Regions from separate parts of the Sus scrofa genome. Here regions 1 and 3 are each linked to region 2. The links are chromatin contacts, called in public Hi-C maps. All regions are on one chromosome and are shown on one strand. The core of a region is the stretch at or near the end of the contact, and the rest is flanking DNA. Distances in the headings are between cores, read along the strand shown. Region 1 holds the start of DYNC1LI2 (dynein cytoplasmic 1 light intermediate chain 2). Region 2 holds the start of CMTM3 (CKLF-like MARVEL transmembrane domain-containing protein 3). Region 3 holds the start of CDH5 (cadherin 5, type 2 (vascular endothelium)).

Region 1 (4,463 bases), core at 1,297-3,796, 140 kb after region 2:
AAGAAACCTCTGTGGATCAACACTTTACTCACCATCTCGGTCCTCGTCATGGATGCTGAGGTAGAGATACTCTAGGCCTCTTCCTTTTTTGCCATGTTCAGCTCCTTGAAGTTTAGTCATGAGGGTTGTTTTACCAGAACCATCTTCACCTAAAGCAATGCATGTAAGAAGACAAAGCGTACTGTTTACTCTAGACGAGGATGGGGAGTCTGGACATTCACACAAGGAACAACCAAGACCTTCAAGGCTCTTGAGTTCTCACCCACATTCACAGACACGGCAGGATCTACTGTTTGCAGTCAGGGTGGGGAGAGGTGATAAAGGCGGCAACTTGCAAGATCTAAAATGACAATCTACTACAGACATTCTTACTTTACAAGGAAATGAATAAGACAGGTTTGCTGGCCCTACCTATCATTTATAAGGTGCATCTGGAGAACTGAAAGCAAAAGGTGGGGCTAGTTTCTGACAGAAACAACTTTTACCACAAGAAGAGCAAGACATCTTCAAAATATAATTAACCTTAAAACCCAGGAACTCTTTAACTAAAAAAAAAGTCTGATCCTCCCTCATAATCATGAAGAATGGAAACTGTTATTCACTTTTGACTTTAGCATATTTTTTTTTGTAAGCATCCTGAGGGCTAGGAAACTGATGAAAATAATTACAGACCCAGGCCAAACTCTTTAGCACAATCTCAGTAATTATCAAGTGCCTCCTCATGCCCCTCCACCCAGCTAACAACCCCCCTTCGTCCCCCACAAGAAACCTCAGACATCAGGAAGAGCCACCACCAATAAACACTGCTAGGCACCCCTGGGATTTAATAATATGGAATTACAGAACATGAGAACTGAAAGGCATTCCACAGATCAAAGTCCTCTTCTCCACCCACAATGCCACCACCTTCCTAAGGCCCTCCACATCCAACATGGACATGGCAAGCACTTAGCCCGACTCTAGTTCCTGCTCATTTTGAGCCTCCCTCCCACTCTACTGCCAGAGTCCCCTTTCTAAAACACAGACCTGGTGTCCTTGATTCTCCAGTGCATGAAGACTTCTTAAGACCTACTACAGTGGTTGGTCATCAACTAAAGAAGATCATATGCTCCCCTCAAAGACAGTGGGAAAACCACCCTTGCAGTGATTCCCAAGAGAATTAGGGGATGGAGGTGAATGAAAAGCCCCTGAGAATTGGGTGCCTTCAGGAAAAAGTATCAACCCTTCAGCTTTCCACAATCTGCCCACAACTTACTTCATCAGTTACCTTCCACGAGGAGGTTGTGGTAGCTTCCAATCCCCTTATGCTCTTGTCACCTGTGTTCCTGCAAACACGAACCCTCTGTGGCCACTGCATGTTGACATTTATCCTTGAAAACACCTCACTCCAAGAAGTACCTTCTTTCAAACAGCAAGCACTAGACTGTATGATGCTCAGAGAATAACCTGCCCATGCCGAGCAACCTCACACATCTACCAACACATCCACCCATGTCTCATTAGACGGAGATTCTTGTGTGGTGTCTGAGGGATGTCTGTGCTGTCCCAGTGACCAACCTACAGGACTCACTCAACAAACAAACGGGTTTGCCATAGGAAGGAACCCAGCCAAACTTCCTCATTTGTACAAGGAAACGACACCAGAGATGGTGAGGAACCTAAACCAGTTAGCCCAGCAGTGAAGGCTGAAATAATGCAAGTAAAGCCCCTGGTGAGGATTCCAGAGCCTGCTGTCCTTTGCAACGTCCCTCCCACTGTGCAATGCTCATCCAGATCCAAAAACGGCTTTTGTGGCATCTCCCCCGAACCCGATCCCCAGTTACCTCGTTCCTCCACCTCCGCTAACCTTCCAATCTACTCACTCCCCTCTCTACGCCCAGTATGGTGAACTTTGAGGCTATTAGAGCAGAGAACCAGGGTTCTAAAGCAGAGCTGATGCTGCAGCCAAACTACGGCGACTAAGGAATGTGCCCACAACCCCTTGCCAGCATCCCTGGGCTCTCAAAAAGGGGCACCGTCCCGACTCCGGGCGTGGTGGACTCAACCACTCTCCGGCTGTGCAGCCAGGGTTTCCAGGCCCTGCCGGGCGAGGCAGGCTGCAGGCAGGCCGTAGGGGAGAGGAAGCCTAGGCTCGGTGAGAGGGCGTCCGCCTCGCCCACCCCAGCTCCCCGGGCAACGCCCCGTCCCTGGCGCTCACCGAACACGAGAATGTTCTTGCCGGACGGCAACTTGGACCTGGCGCGAGTGGACACCTCACTCAGGATCGAGGACCTGTGGGGACAACAGCAAAGAGGTGGGTCCCACAGCCAGCCTGAACCTGACCGGCCAGTGACGGCCCGTCAGTCTGTCCGACGGTCCGGCCGGGCCCGGCGCGCCCTCCCTTCGCCCGGCCGGCTCAGCCTGGCCGCCTCGTAGTCTCACCATAGGCTCTGGCCCTCCTCCTCCTCACTGGTTAGGTCACCGGCGGCCGCCACCGCGGGCCCGTTGGGGCCCAGCAGCAGCTTCTTCTCCACCCCCACCGGCGCCATCTTGCCAACTGCAGCCACAAAGAGGGCCCTCCCCCGGGCCCGCCGAGGACCCGCGAGGACCCCGGCCGGGCCGCCCGCCGCGCCCCACGTCGCCCGCCCCAAGGGGTCCTTGCCGCCCGCCGCCCTCCTCCGGGCCTTCGATGTTCACGGGCTCCCGTAGGGTCGTGAGGCCACTGCGGTGTCTGAAGGTGGGCGACGGTCAGGCGGCCGCCGGGACAGCCCTGCTCGCGGAAGCGGCGGCGCGAGTGGGAGCCGCCCGGGCGGAGGGCGCGCTAGTGGCCTCTGCTGGCCGACGGGCACAACGGCACCCCGCCCCGCTCCTCGCGCGCTGGCCACTCCTGCTGCGCCGTCGAGGAGAGACGGGACAGGCTTTGGAATGAAACTGATACATGACAGCACCGTTTATCGGGCTTTTACCGTGTGGTCACACAGTATCTCACTGAATCTTATCTAATTCTTACAAGTGATGAATCCGAATCTCAGAAATCTGAAGAAACCTGACCAAGGACCCAGTGCTTTCTAGCTATCTTCTGATAGCATCCTGACACTTCCAGTCTTACTCACCGGTCTTAACCTATTATATCATGAATTTTGCCAAATGCTAATCTACCCCCGAATTGAAAGACTGGCCTTAAACGAGATCCTCAAATCCTCACAAATATCCTACTTTTCACCGTCTTCCTTGACTCTATTAGGACCATCAGGTAGTGATCTTTACCACTAAATACACCTTAGTTTGCTTTGTTAACAGGTTTTGTTTTTGGCTGCACTGGCTGTGCCACAGCTGCAGCAATGTGGATACTTAACAGATTATTTTATTGATTGATTGATTGATTGACTTATTATTGTCTTTTTAGGGCCGCATATGCAGAATATGGAAGTTCCCAGGATAGCAGTCAGATCGGAACTGCAGCTGCTGGCTTATGCCACAGCTACAGGAACGAAGCAGATCCTAGCGGTGTCTCCCACCTACACTGAAGCTCATGGCAATGCTGGATCCTTAACCCAGTGATAGAGGCCAGGGATTGAACTCATTTCCTCATGGATAATAGTCCGATTTGTTACCACTGAACCACGATGGGAACTCCCTGACAGTTTGGTTTTTTTTTTTTTAATTTGTATTTTCTGGTAGCCAACCAGAAATAGGAGGCTTCCATTTCCTTTTGAAAGAGAGGGAAGGAAGGAAGGGGAAAAGAAAGAAGGAAAAAGGAAGGCATGTGAAGGGGGTAGCGACGGGGAGAGAAGGGAAGGAAGAGGGTAATGGAAGAAAAGCAAAGAAAAAATAAATGTCACCTATCAAGCTTAACTTTAGGTGTGGCTTCTATCTGAGGGCTCTTGGTATCTTTGTGGAAACAGAAACATTTTACATTTCTAAATGTCACAACGAAGTGGGAATGGCAGAAAAACAATTGTGTATGTGGGTTTCAGATGAGTTGAATTCTGATCCTGGCTCTGCCAAAATTTTGGCAGCATGAATTTCAACGGATCCAACAAATAGGCATAATCATCTGCCAACCTGAATGTAAGGTTAAAACAAGACAATGAGAATGCAAACCTATCAAGAACTATACCCCTGGAAGTCGAGGAAGAGCAAGCAGTGTACCTCATAAAAAGGCAAGCAAGTATCCTAATTTTCACAGGACATAAAATGGAGTTGAAAACTACAGGCCAGCGAACTTCGTCTGCCCTAGGTGAAATTCTCTAATGTGACCAGTTTGAAATGGAAAAGATAGCACCAGATTTACATGGTTTCTTTTTTGCAGGAATGCCAGAGAGGAGGATGCTGCAGACATAGCAAATGCAGATTTCAACAGGGCATTTGCCAATGGACAGCATAAACAAGAAAGTGAAATATAGGCTGAATGATAATACTGAGGCTTGTTAAAGACCAGGCCCAGGAGTTCCTGTGGTGGTGCAGCAGAAACGAATCTGACA
Region 2 (4,808 bases), core at 1,923-4,422:
CCTGAAGGATCTTACTGTGTCAGCAAATAAGGAAGTGGAAAAATGAAAATGGGGCATGTTGGGGACAGAGGCGCCCATCTGAAGGAGGTTTTTTTTTTTTTTTTTTTTTTTTTTTGTCTTTTTGCTATTTCTTTGGGCCGCTCCCATGGCATATGGAGGTTCCCAGGCTAGGAGTCTAATCGGAGCTGTAGCGCACCGCCCCCCACCCTGGCCAATGCCAGAGCTACAGCAACACGGGATCCGAGCCGCGTCTGCAACCTACACCACACACGGCAACACCGGATCCTTAACCCACTGAGCAAGGGCAGGGGGCGAACCAGTAACGTCATGGTTCCTAGTTGGATTCGTTAACCACTGCGCCTCGACGGGAACTCCTGAAGGAGGTCTTAATGGCCAAAGACAGGATTACTTAACCAACAAAATAAGCACGATAGTATTTAACTATACATGAAAGGAAAAAAGCCACCCCCTGTCACTCCACAGCAGACATTTCTTGGTGCCATCCTGTGTGACAGGTTCTGGACTGGGACAGGCTACGACGACAGGCTGTGGGATGCACCAGTGGTCACGGGTATCCAGTCACTTCACGCAAGGGCACCCACCCGGCTTTGCTTGCCCTCTCCCTGGGTCCTGGCAGCCGCTCTAGTCAGTCCCTATACTTGCTTTTTTTTTCAGAACACTTTCCGTAAAAAGAGATATCAATTACATGAAGTAGCATGCACCCATTTTAAGTGTATGGTCTAATGTGTTTTGACAAATATATGTCCCTGTATAACCACCACCCTAGTCAAAATAAAGAACCTTTTTCGAAAGTGTCCTCCTGCCCCAGGTAACCACCGATCTGATTTCTGTCACTAGAGCTTAGTTTCACTTGTACTAGAATTTCATCAAATGGACTCATACAGCATGTACAGCTTCAAGTCTGACTCTCTTCAGCATATCGGGAAAATGCATCCACCTTGTTGCCTTTGTCAATGATTTACTCCTTCTGATTGCTGAAGTACTCCACTGCAGGGCTACCCCAGTTAGTTTACTCCTTTACCTGTTGAGCTGCTGATGGACCACAGGTGGTTTCCAGTGTGAACTATTAAAAATAGGGCTGTTATAAACATCCACCTACAAGCCTTTGTAGAGACACGTATTTCCATTTCTCTTGGGTAAATAGCGAGGGGCAAAATGGCTCGGTCATATGGTAGGTCTCTGTTTAACTTTCTGAGAAACAGCCAAACTGTCTTCCAAAGTGGTGATAACAATTTCCACCCTTATCGGCAGTGCATGAAAGTTCCAGTTGCGCCACATCCTCAGCAGCACTTAAATAGCAGCATCCTTTTTTACTAAGTCATTTTGATGGCTGTATAGTATGAACTCATTGTGGCTTTAATTTACATTCTTAGAGTCCAATGATATGGAGCACCTTTTCACATGCTTCGTGTATGGTCACATATCTTTGCTGAATTGCTTGTTCAAATCTTTGGCCCGTTCTTTAAATTGGCTTGTTCTTCTTATTTTTGAGTTATTTATATTGAGCTGTGCTTTAATTAACACAGATCAGAACCAGGACATCCTTTGTTTTAATCTTCACCTGGTCTCCCCTCAGGGAATTAGGAGTAAAATCCAAACCCCAAGGCCTGGTCCTCCACAGTCTGACCCCACCCCTTGTCTGATCCATCTTCTCCCCTGGCCCTTAGCCCAGTCCTTTCTTCCACACAGCCTTTATGATTGCATTCTGAACCAGCCAGACGTAGCACCAGGATCTTATTCAGGATTCTCTGGATGCGGTTAGTGTTTACCGACCCACATCCATCCCCCCAAAGCTGGGGTTTCCCTGCTTCCTGGGCTTCTAGCACTGCAGTGGAATGAATAAATAAATGAGTGAGTGAGTGCCTCTTACCTGGCTAGAAAGGTGAGGGAAGTCTCCTCTGAGGAAGTGCTACTGCAGTGTGATCACAGAAAAATAGGAATTATTCAGATAAAAAGGTGGAAAAAGCAATCCAGGTAGAGGGCTCTGCATGTACAAAGGCCCTGTGGCAGGAGGGAGCATGTAAGAGGTAAAAAGCTCTATGGGTATGAGAGACAGAAGAGGATAGCAAGGGGCTGCGTTTTTAGGCTCTATACCAAGTCTCTGAGTAAAACGGGAAGTTCCCAAGGTTTTTGAAGGTGAGGAGAATGAAGATGACTGTGATTGACGATTTAAGCATCCCTCTGGCTGCCAAGAGAGAAAGCACAGAAGCCTCCTAAACACACCCTCACAACAGTCCAGGAAGGAGACAGAAGTGGTTTCAGATCTACTGGAGGCTGCGGAGGTGAGACCTGGACAGAGATCCAGAAAAGCTTTGGGAAGTGAAGTGCAGGCCTTGGTGGATGGTGAGTGTGTGGGAGAACAACGCCAATCCCCAGGTCTCTGGCTCTTGGGGTGGAAAGACAGATGACAGCGCCCTTCACAGAGGATCAGGCAGAGTGAGAATGTTATGGCCTGGATATTGGATCCACTTAACCCCAAACGCCCCGGAGGCATGTGTGGGTTGTGCAGCGGCTGGGCCCCGAGGTGTATGTCTGGAGTCCTCTCCATGAAGATGCGGGGTGAGGGTGGGGGCGAGGGGAATGTGTGCGCGCAAATCCAGGGTTGCGGTGGCCAACAATGAGGTCTGGGCTGGGCAAGCACATGAGGGGTGGCCAGGGGACAAAGGGAGAGGGAGCGGGGCGGGGAGCTGACAGCAGGGTCAAAGCCACAGGACAGGAGAGGAGTCTCTCAGTTTGGACGCCTAGGTTTCTGGGTTCCTGCATGGGCAGGAAGCATGACTGGAGGGAGACAGCGCGTGCAGACCATCTTCTGGGCAAGAAGGGATGGGTGGGAGCTCTGACTGGGTGTTCCGGGGCGGCAATAAGAAGGTCTCCTGATGCCAGGACAGGGGTGGAGGGGGGAACGCAGGGGTCTGAGGAGGCTCCAAGCCAGCACTGCCACCAGTCGGGCCAGCGCAGTCCTAAGCAGCCCTGGCAGCCTGGGTCCGAGGGGAGGAGAGGAAGCAAAGAGGAGGAAGACCGACGGAAGGGGAGAGGGAGGAGAGGAGGGGGCAGGAGTAGGGAGGAGGGGAGGAGGGAACGAGGCCGAGAGGAGAAGGGGGAGGGAACGGGGCAGGAAGAGGGGCGGGGCGGGGCGGGGCGGCGGGGAGATGCGCCCCCGCGCCCTTCTAGCCTAGCCTTGTGCTTCCGCACAGTCCGGGTTTCCGCTTCCCTCCCGGGCGCCGGGTGAGAGGGAGCGAGGCCGAACCTCGGTCCCGGCCGCCGACGCCATGTGGCCCCCAGACCCAAACCCAGAGCCCGACCCGGACCCCGGGCCCGCCAGCCGCTCCCCGCCCCGCACGGCCGTCTCCGGGCTCTGCGCCCTCCTGCCGGCGCCCGCCTTCCTCTGCTCGCTCAAAGGCCGCCTCCTGCTGGCGGAGTCGGTGAGTGCAGCGCCCCTGGCCCCACCTGGCGGCGCCGAGCCCCCAGCAGCCGCTCCGGTCCGCAGCCGCCGGCGTGAGGCTCCGGGCGGTAGCCGCCGTCTGCATCCCCCGGTCCCGGAGCCCCGGCTGGCCGGCTCCCCTCGCAGCCCCCCGAAGTTGGGCTGAGTTGGGCAAACTTCCCCAGTTCGGGACGGGCTCGCTGAAGCTCAGCCGCGGGTTGGAGGCGAGGCGGGGCCCGCGCCCAGGGCTTCCCGATTCTTTAACCCGAAGTTGGGGTCCAGAGGGAAGCCTGAGGAGGGGGCCCGCCGACGAGGTGGCCCGGCCGCTGGGAACTCGGCCAGGAGCTGTGTGACCCTTGGGCGCCTCCGCCCTCTCTGGGCCCCTGGGCCGGGCTATGTCCCTGCAACTTCTGGCCTCCGTCGCGGGCTCCCACGCCCACCGCCCCCGCCACGACCCGGGAGGGCCCTGGAGGAATCAGCCCTCTGCAGCTCCGGAGTCAAGGGCTAGAGTTGGCCCTCCGCGCCGTTGCCCGCTTTCTTGGGCACTGGGAAGACCGGCCGTGCCTCGGGCTGCAGGACGGAAGCCAGAGTGGAGTCCCGCCAGCTTGGGAGAGGGGACCCCCGAGCTTGGCTGAGGCCCAGGCGTGCGGGGGGCGCGCAGGGAGCCCACCCCACCCAGGCTGCAGAAGGGCGGTCCAGCAGGGTGACTTCATTCCTCTTCCTCCCTTCCCTCGCTAGAATTCAGCAGTCCCGCCCCACTGAGCTCCTTCCTCCTTCCCGCAACCCCCACCCCGGTAGGCCCCGTCAGGCCTTTGTCCTCCGGACACTCGGAAAATTCCCCAGCACGGTCGGCCTGTGGGGGGGGGGGGGAAGGAAGGGGAAGAAAGGCCAAGCGGAGGGGAGGGGAGGAGGGAGAAACACTTGTTGCTTAGATCTCCAGCAGTTTGAAAATCCCTGTCATTACTCCCACTTTACAGACAAGAAAGCTGAGGACCAAGCGTCCAGGGGACTTGACATGGGTCACTTGAGGGCCAGGTGACAGCTTGGACAAGGGCAGCAGGGCGGCAGGGACCAGAGGGAGGAGGATCCTGCTCCAACCTCTCCTTTCTATCACCCAGGGCAGATGGCAGGAGACAGTCCAAGCATCTCCTGTGCCCCTGAGGTCAGCCCAGAGGTCTCCAGGCCAGCATCTGCCCAACTCCCAGATGAGGCATCAGGGCCCAGGACTCACAGCTCACACACCAGGGAGTCTCCTCCTGGTTGGCCACCCCCATCCACTTGGAGACTGATGGGAGCCACTCTCGGGGAGAAGCTTTGAATCCGCTCATCCACGGAGGGGACCACAACCACACCCTGCTCAAGCGCA
Region 3 (4,555 bases), core at 871-3,370, 200 kb before region 2:
ACAGGCGGGGGTGAGGAGGAGTCAGGCTGGGGCACCAGGGACAGAGCCCTGGCCGGTCCTGGCTCCTCTGTGGCCACCCCAGCCCCTGGCAGGAGAAGGCAGAGTTAATCGCGCTGGAGAAGGAAACGCTGAGCCTTTGTTTGTTCATTCCACAAACAGTGACCGAATGTGCTGCATCCCGCACAGAGGTCCCCACTGGACCGTCCTCCCTCCAGCATCGCCCAGCTTCCCTGCTGCCAGGGTCCCCCAAAGCACACACACGTGCCGGCACAGCCTTAAAACAAAACCAAAAAGCCTCCGTTTCTCTGCTTCACCCACTGTGAGGCTGGGAAAGGGAGCTGGGCTCACTCCTCACTCCCCTCCGCCAGCCCCTCGTCTCCACTCCTTTCCCTTTAACTTGCTCTGGGCACAGCCATCGACGACCCTGACTTCCCAACCCAAGCTTCAGTCCTCCCCTTTCCCAGGCTGACCCAGGCGACACTCCTTCCTCCCGGGCTCGATCTTAAGCAACCTATAGGCCTCCTTCCCCATAAGCTCGCCCACTTCCATGGTGGCCTCGGGAGACAGCCATAAGCTCAGGCTTCCAAACCTCAGCTCTAGGCCAAGTGTAGCCAACCGTATCCACCCGAGTCCCCAGCTGCCAATCTGACCTGGCCACTCGGGTGTCTATGAGCCACCTCAATCTCAACATGCCTGAAACAGGGAAATCTCCATCTCCCCCTCCCCCAAAATACCCTTCTGCCCCATCCCCATCTCCACACTCGTGTCCACTGACATACCAAGTAGCCCCGGGCCAGGCCCGCCCCCTCTCCGGTCTCTGTTTGTCCAGCTATGTAAGGGAATCATTGGCGTTCCTGTCGTGGCTCAGTGGTTGATCAATCTGACTAGGAACCATGAGGTTGCGGGTTCGATTCCTGGCCTCGCTCAGTGGGTCAAGGATCCGGCGTTGCCGTGAGATGTGGTGTAGTTCGCAGGCATGGCTCAGATCCCACGTGGCTGTGGTGTAGGCCGATAGCTACGCTCTGATTAGACCTCTAGCCTGGGAACTTCCATATGCTGCGGGTGTGGCCCTAGAAAAGGCAAAAAAAAAAAAAAAAAAAGGGGGGGGGGAACCACTGCGGGACTTCCCATTCATTCATCCGTGGAAAAATAGGGGCCAACGATTCAAAGCTTCCCACCACACGCCTGGAAGATTCCAAATCAGATGGACTCGGGTGGAGCTCCCGTGTCCGCAGTTTGTAAAACCTTCTCTGGGACTCTCATGATGAAGAGCATCTGAGCACCTCCTGCCCCCAGCTTCTTGGTTCTAACCATCTCTGGTCCTGCCTTCGCCGTGGCGATCTTCCACACCCCTCTTGGACTCCTGTTTATCTCAGCAGCCACATGAGGCTGAGGCTGAGGCTGTGAGTATCCCCACTCTACAGAAGAGAAACCGAGGCGAGGTGGAGGGGCACGACGGGCCCACGGTCACGTCCAAGGTAGAGTCACGGCGCTTGACTTTTCTTGATATTCCTAAACCCACTCAGCAGCCCCATGCCCCGTCTACCCCCACTGGGAAGAAGGTGAAGCAGTTTCCAGAACTGAGAGCTGCGGTGTGTTTCCCAGCCCCCACCCATCCCACCACAGAGGCCCCTGAGGGCTCCCTGTCACCTAAGAAGTCTGCCCCTCCCCCCCAGCAAGTCATAGGGTCACCTGGGAAAATCTGGCTCTGAGCCCTCGCGACCCAGGCTGCATTTCTGGCTCTACTGTGCCCCAGATGAGTACACAAGCGCCTGACACCTGCTGAGTCTCAGTGTCCTGAGCTGTAAAATGGGGGTGATGGCACCTGTCCCCAGGCTTATAAGGAGGGTGAATGAAGGCCCTTGGCAGGTGCTGGACTCAAAGCCCCAGAGCTGAGGCCTAGGGCTGGGGTTCGAACTGAGGGTCAGGGGCCGGGTCCAGGGCTCGGCCTCCATGGGGACAGCCTGGCTGGGCGAGGCCCACTGAAGGCCTGCCTCTCTGCAGCCAGCCCGGCCCTCACAAAGGAACAATAACAGGAAACCATCCCGGGGGGGACGTGGGCCAGGGCCAGCTGGAAAACCTGAAGGGGCGGCGGCCAGGCCTCCCTCGCCGCCGGGCGGGGCTCCCCTCGAGAGGCTGTGGGCCAAGCTCCCCGGCACACTCAGCCCCGGACGGGCGGCAGACAGCCAGACAGACGGACACACATCTCGGCCCCCGGCACGGTGAGTGAGGGGCCTCGGCTTCCCACCCGGGGAATGGTCCTCATGGGTTCGCAGGGAAGAGCCGCTCCTGGGGCGGCCCGGGCTTCTGGCTCAGGGCAGGGCCGGGAAGGTGTGCCCAGCGAGGGTGCCACAGGCACGGAGGGACGCGCTTGGGGAAGGGGCGAGCTCAGCTCCCCCATGGGTAGACACCCAGGCCCCAGGGCCCATGGGCTTCCGTGGGGGCGGGGGACAGACGCTTGGAGGGCAGGATTCTGCCTGAGTCGCCCAGCACACCAGGGACAGAGGACTGGCACCCAGGCCTAGGCTCCCCTGCGGGGCCCCTTCCCCTGTGAGAGAGGATTCACCAAGGCTGAGGTCATCCCCTCCACCCTGAAGCTCTGTGCCGGGACGGCAAGAGGAGCCCCGCAAGGGGAGCTCAGAGCCCCGGCCCCTCCTCGTCAACCTCTGCCCCCATTTTCAGTATGGGCAGGCTGAGGCTCGGCTCTGGGCCCCCGGGGATCTGCCAGTGGAATCTGTCCCCTCCCAGCCCCAGACACTGTAGGGGCCAGTCACGAGTTGTGGGAGCTGTGGTCTTTCTCTTCCAACACCCTGGTACCTATAGATGGGAACCGAAGGGACCCAGGAGCCCTCATATTTTGAAGAAGTTCCCCCTAAAGACTTGAAGGCAGGCGGTCTAGGGTACGAGCCTGGCTTGAAGACGGCCATCCTAGTATAAATCTCAGCTCTACCGTTCACTTCCCGTAAGACCTTGGGAAGATTACTCAAAGTCTCCAAAACTCGGTTGGCTTGTCTGAGCAATGGAGATGGCAGTTCTTTTTGCAATTCATTGCAAGAGCTGAAAATGATGCTCACAGACGGCCCTGGGGCGCTGGAGCTCACTGTTTCCTGTCACTGGCAAACCGATGAATTTGATAAGGCCTTTCCCCACATCTCAGTGGAGAAGCGAGACCTTGGACCCCAAAGCCCAGGCTCCTTCCCGGAACACATAGCTTCTCATGTGTCAGCCTCCTCGTGCGCAAGTTGGAAGAAACGGTCTTTGTGTGAGTCAATTAAAGGAGGCCTGAACACACCTCGTGTCGGGAATGGCTCACGGGAGGCGCGGGGGGCAGGGGGGGGCTTTAAGAAATCACAGCTGAATTCACCGGCCACCCGAGCTGACCATGGCTTGAATGTTATAAAGGGTTTGACCCCTGAAGTTGGTCAGTCCTTAGCAGGTGAGAGGATGTGTCAGCTCTTTGGTGCCAAGCACCACACTGGTTCCCCCATCCCCACACCCTGGGCCTTTCTGCCAGGGGTGGTGGGCAGACAGGAGCCTCACAGGAAACAATGGGCATTCTAGGGAAGGCAGGGAGCCGGGCAGCTCATTGGCCCCACAGAGGCCAGTGTGGCTGGAAGGTTTCTAGAGCAGGGAGTGGCAGGAGGGCCAGTGATGCTAAAGGCCAGGAGTGAGTCCCAGGACTGAGAGCTCTGGTTCATCTTCAGGCGATGGGGAGCAGCAGGACCCTCCTGACTGGCCTGAGTCCAGCACGTGTGGGTCCCGGCCTGGAGGGCAGCAGGTGACCAAGGGGCCCAGGAGCTGCTGTGCCCCCAGGCAGCTCTGCTAATTCTGGCTTCCCATGCTGAGGGGGTAGGCAAGGCGCCTACTGGCCTTGGCCTGGCAGGGGTTAAACTGCCTGCCCTGCAGTCTGGACCTGAGCGATTGTGCTGCTGAACAAGGGCCGGACATGGGAGCAGGAAGCCAGAGGGGCCACGCTTATTTTCTCCCAAAGCTGGATGACTCACGGCTCTGCTGCTGCCTCAGGGATGCCCATGGACATAGTGGACACTCGCTCGGGGGGGAAATAACCTAGAGCCCCTTGCCCATGGGGATCCATCCCTGCTACTTCCATTACCCCCTGCACCCCCTTGGCATCCCGGAAGCTGCTAAAAGAATTGGAGTCTTGACAGCAGGACCACAGAGGCTGAGCGAGGCTGAGCAGCCAGTCTCAGGTCACACAGTTACTATGAGGTGAAAGCAGGATGTGAGTGAGGCCAGTTCCTTCTAACTCCACTGCCCTGCCACACTCCCCTCCTGGAGAGCGAAGAAGTTGGGAAGGATAGAACCTGACAGTTCAAGCCATAGAAGCAGGCCCAGGATGAGCCAGGAGCCTGATGATCCTGGGAAAAGAGTATTCTAGGAGACAGGTGCTGCCCCAAGTAGCTTGGCTTCTGGCTGGAGAGATACTGACAAGCCCATCCTGACCTAGATCCAGTTGCTGCTGGGTAGAGAAATTTCCAAAGACTTCCTGGAAGAAGCCTGGGAGCCCTGGAGGATGCTGGGAGGTCTTGGGTCT

Evidence for each region. Hi-C and Micro-C count contacts between places; a contact is called where the count stands out from the background.
Region 1: a Hi-C map of mesenteric adipose tissue shows a contact between it and region 2, with 2.1 times the contacts expected there. The contact joins the promoter of DYNC1LI2 here to the promoter of CMTM3 in region 2. A contact is called at or near these places in 2 of 5 promoter capture datasets (fetal liver and liver), 22 of 47 Hi-C or Micro-C datasets (alveolar macrophages, brain, embryonic fibroblasts and 12 more) and 2 of 2 datasets of contacts at active chromatin or transcription factors (alveolar macrophages and skeletal muscle).
Region 3: a Hi-C map of embryonic fibroblasts shows a contact between it and region 2, with 5 times the contacts expected there. The contact joins the promoter of CDH5 here to the promoter of CMTM3 in region 2. A contact is called at or near these places in 1 of 47 Hi-C or Micro-C datasets (embryonic fibroblasts) and 1 of 2 datasets of contacts at active chromatin or transcription factors (skeletal muscle).

The regions. Positions count from the first base shown.
Region 1 is chr6:27,443,592-27,448,054 of Sscrofa11.1, forward strand. DYNC1LI2 (dynein cytoplasmic 1 light intermediate chain 2) reads right to left here and starts at 2,547. Exons shown (of 13, transcript NM_001243620.1): 1 at 2,422-2,547; 2 at 2,198-2,271; 3 at 33-149. The coding sequence starts at 2,528.
Region 2 is chr6:27,304,974-27,309,781 of Sscrofa11.1, forward strand. It overlaps CMTM3 (CKLF-like MARVEL transmembrane domain-containing protein 3), which reads left to right and starts at 3,173. Exons shown (of 5, transcript XM_021094006.1): 1 at 3,173-3,443. The coding sequence starts at 3,291.
Region 3 is chr6:27,106,440-27,110,994 of Sscrofa11.1, forward strand. CDH5 (cadherin 5, type 2 (vascular endothelium)) reads left to right here and starts at 2,121. Exons shown (of 13, transcript NM_001001649.2): 1 at 2,121-2,222.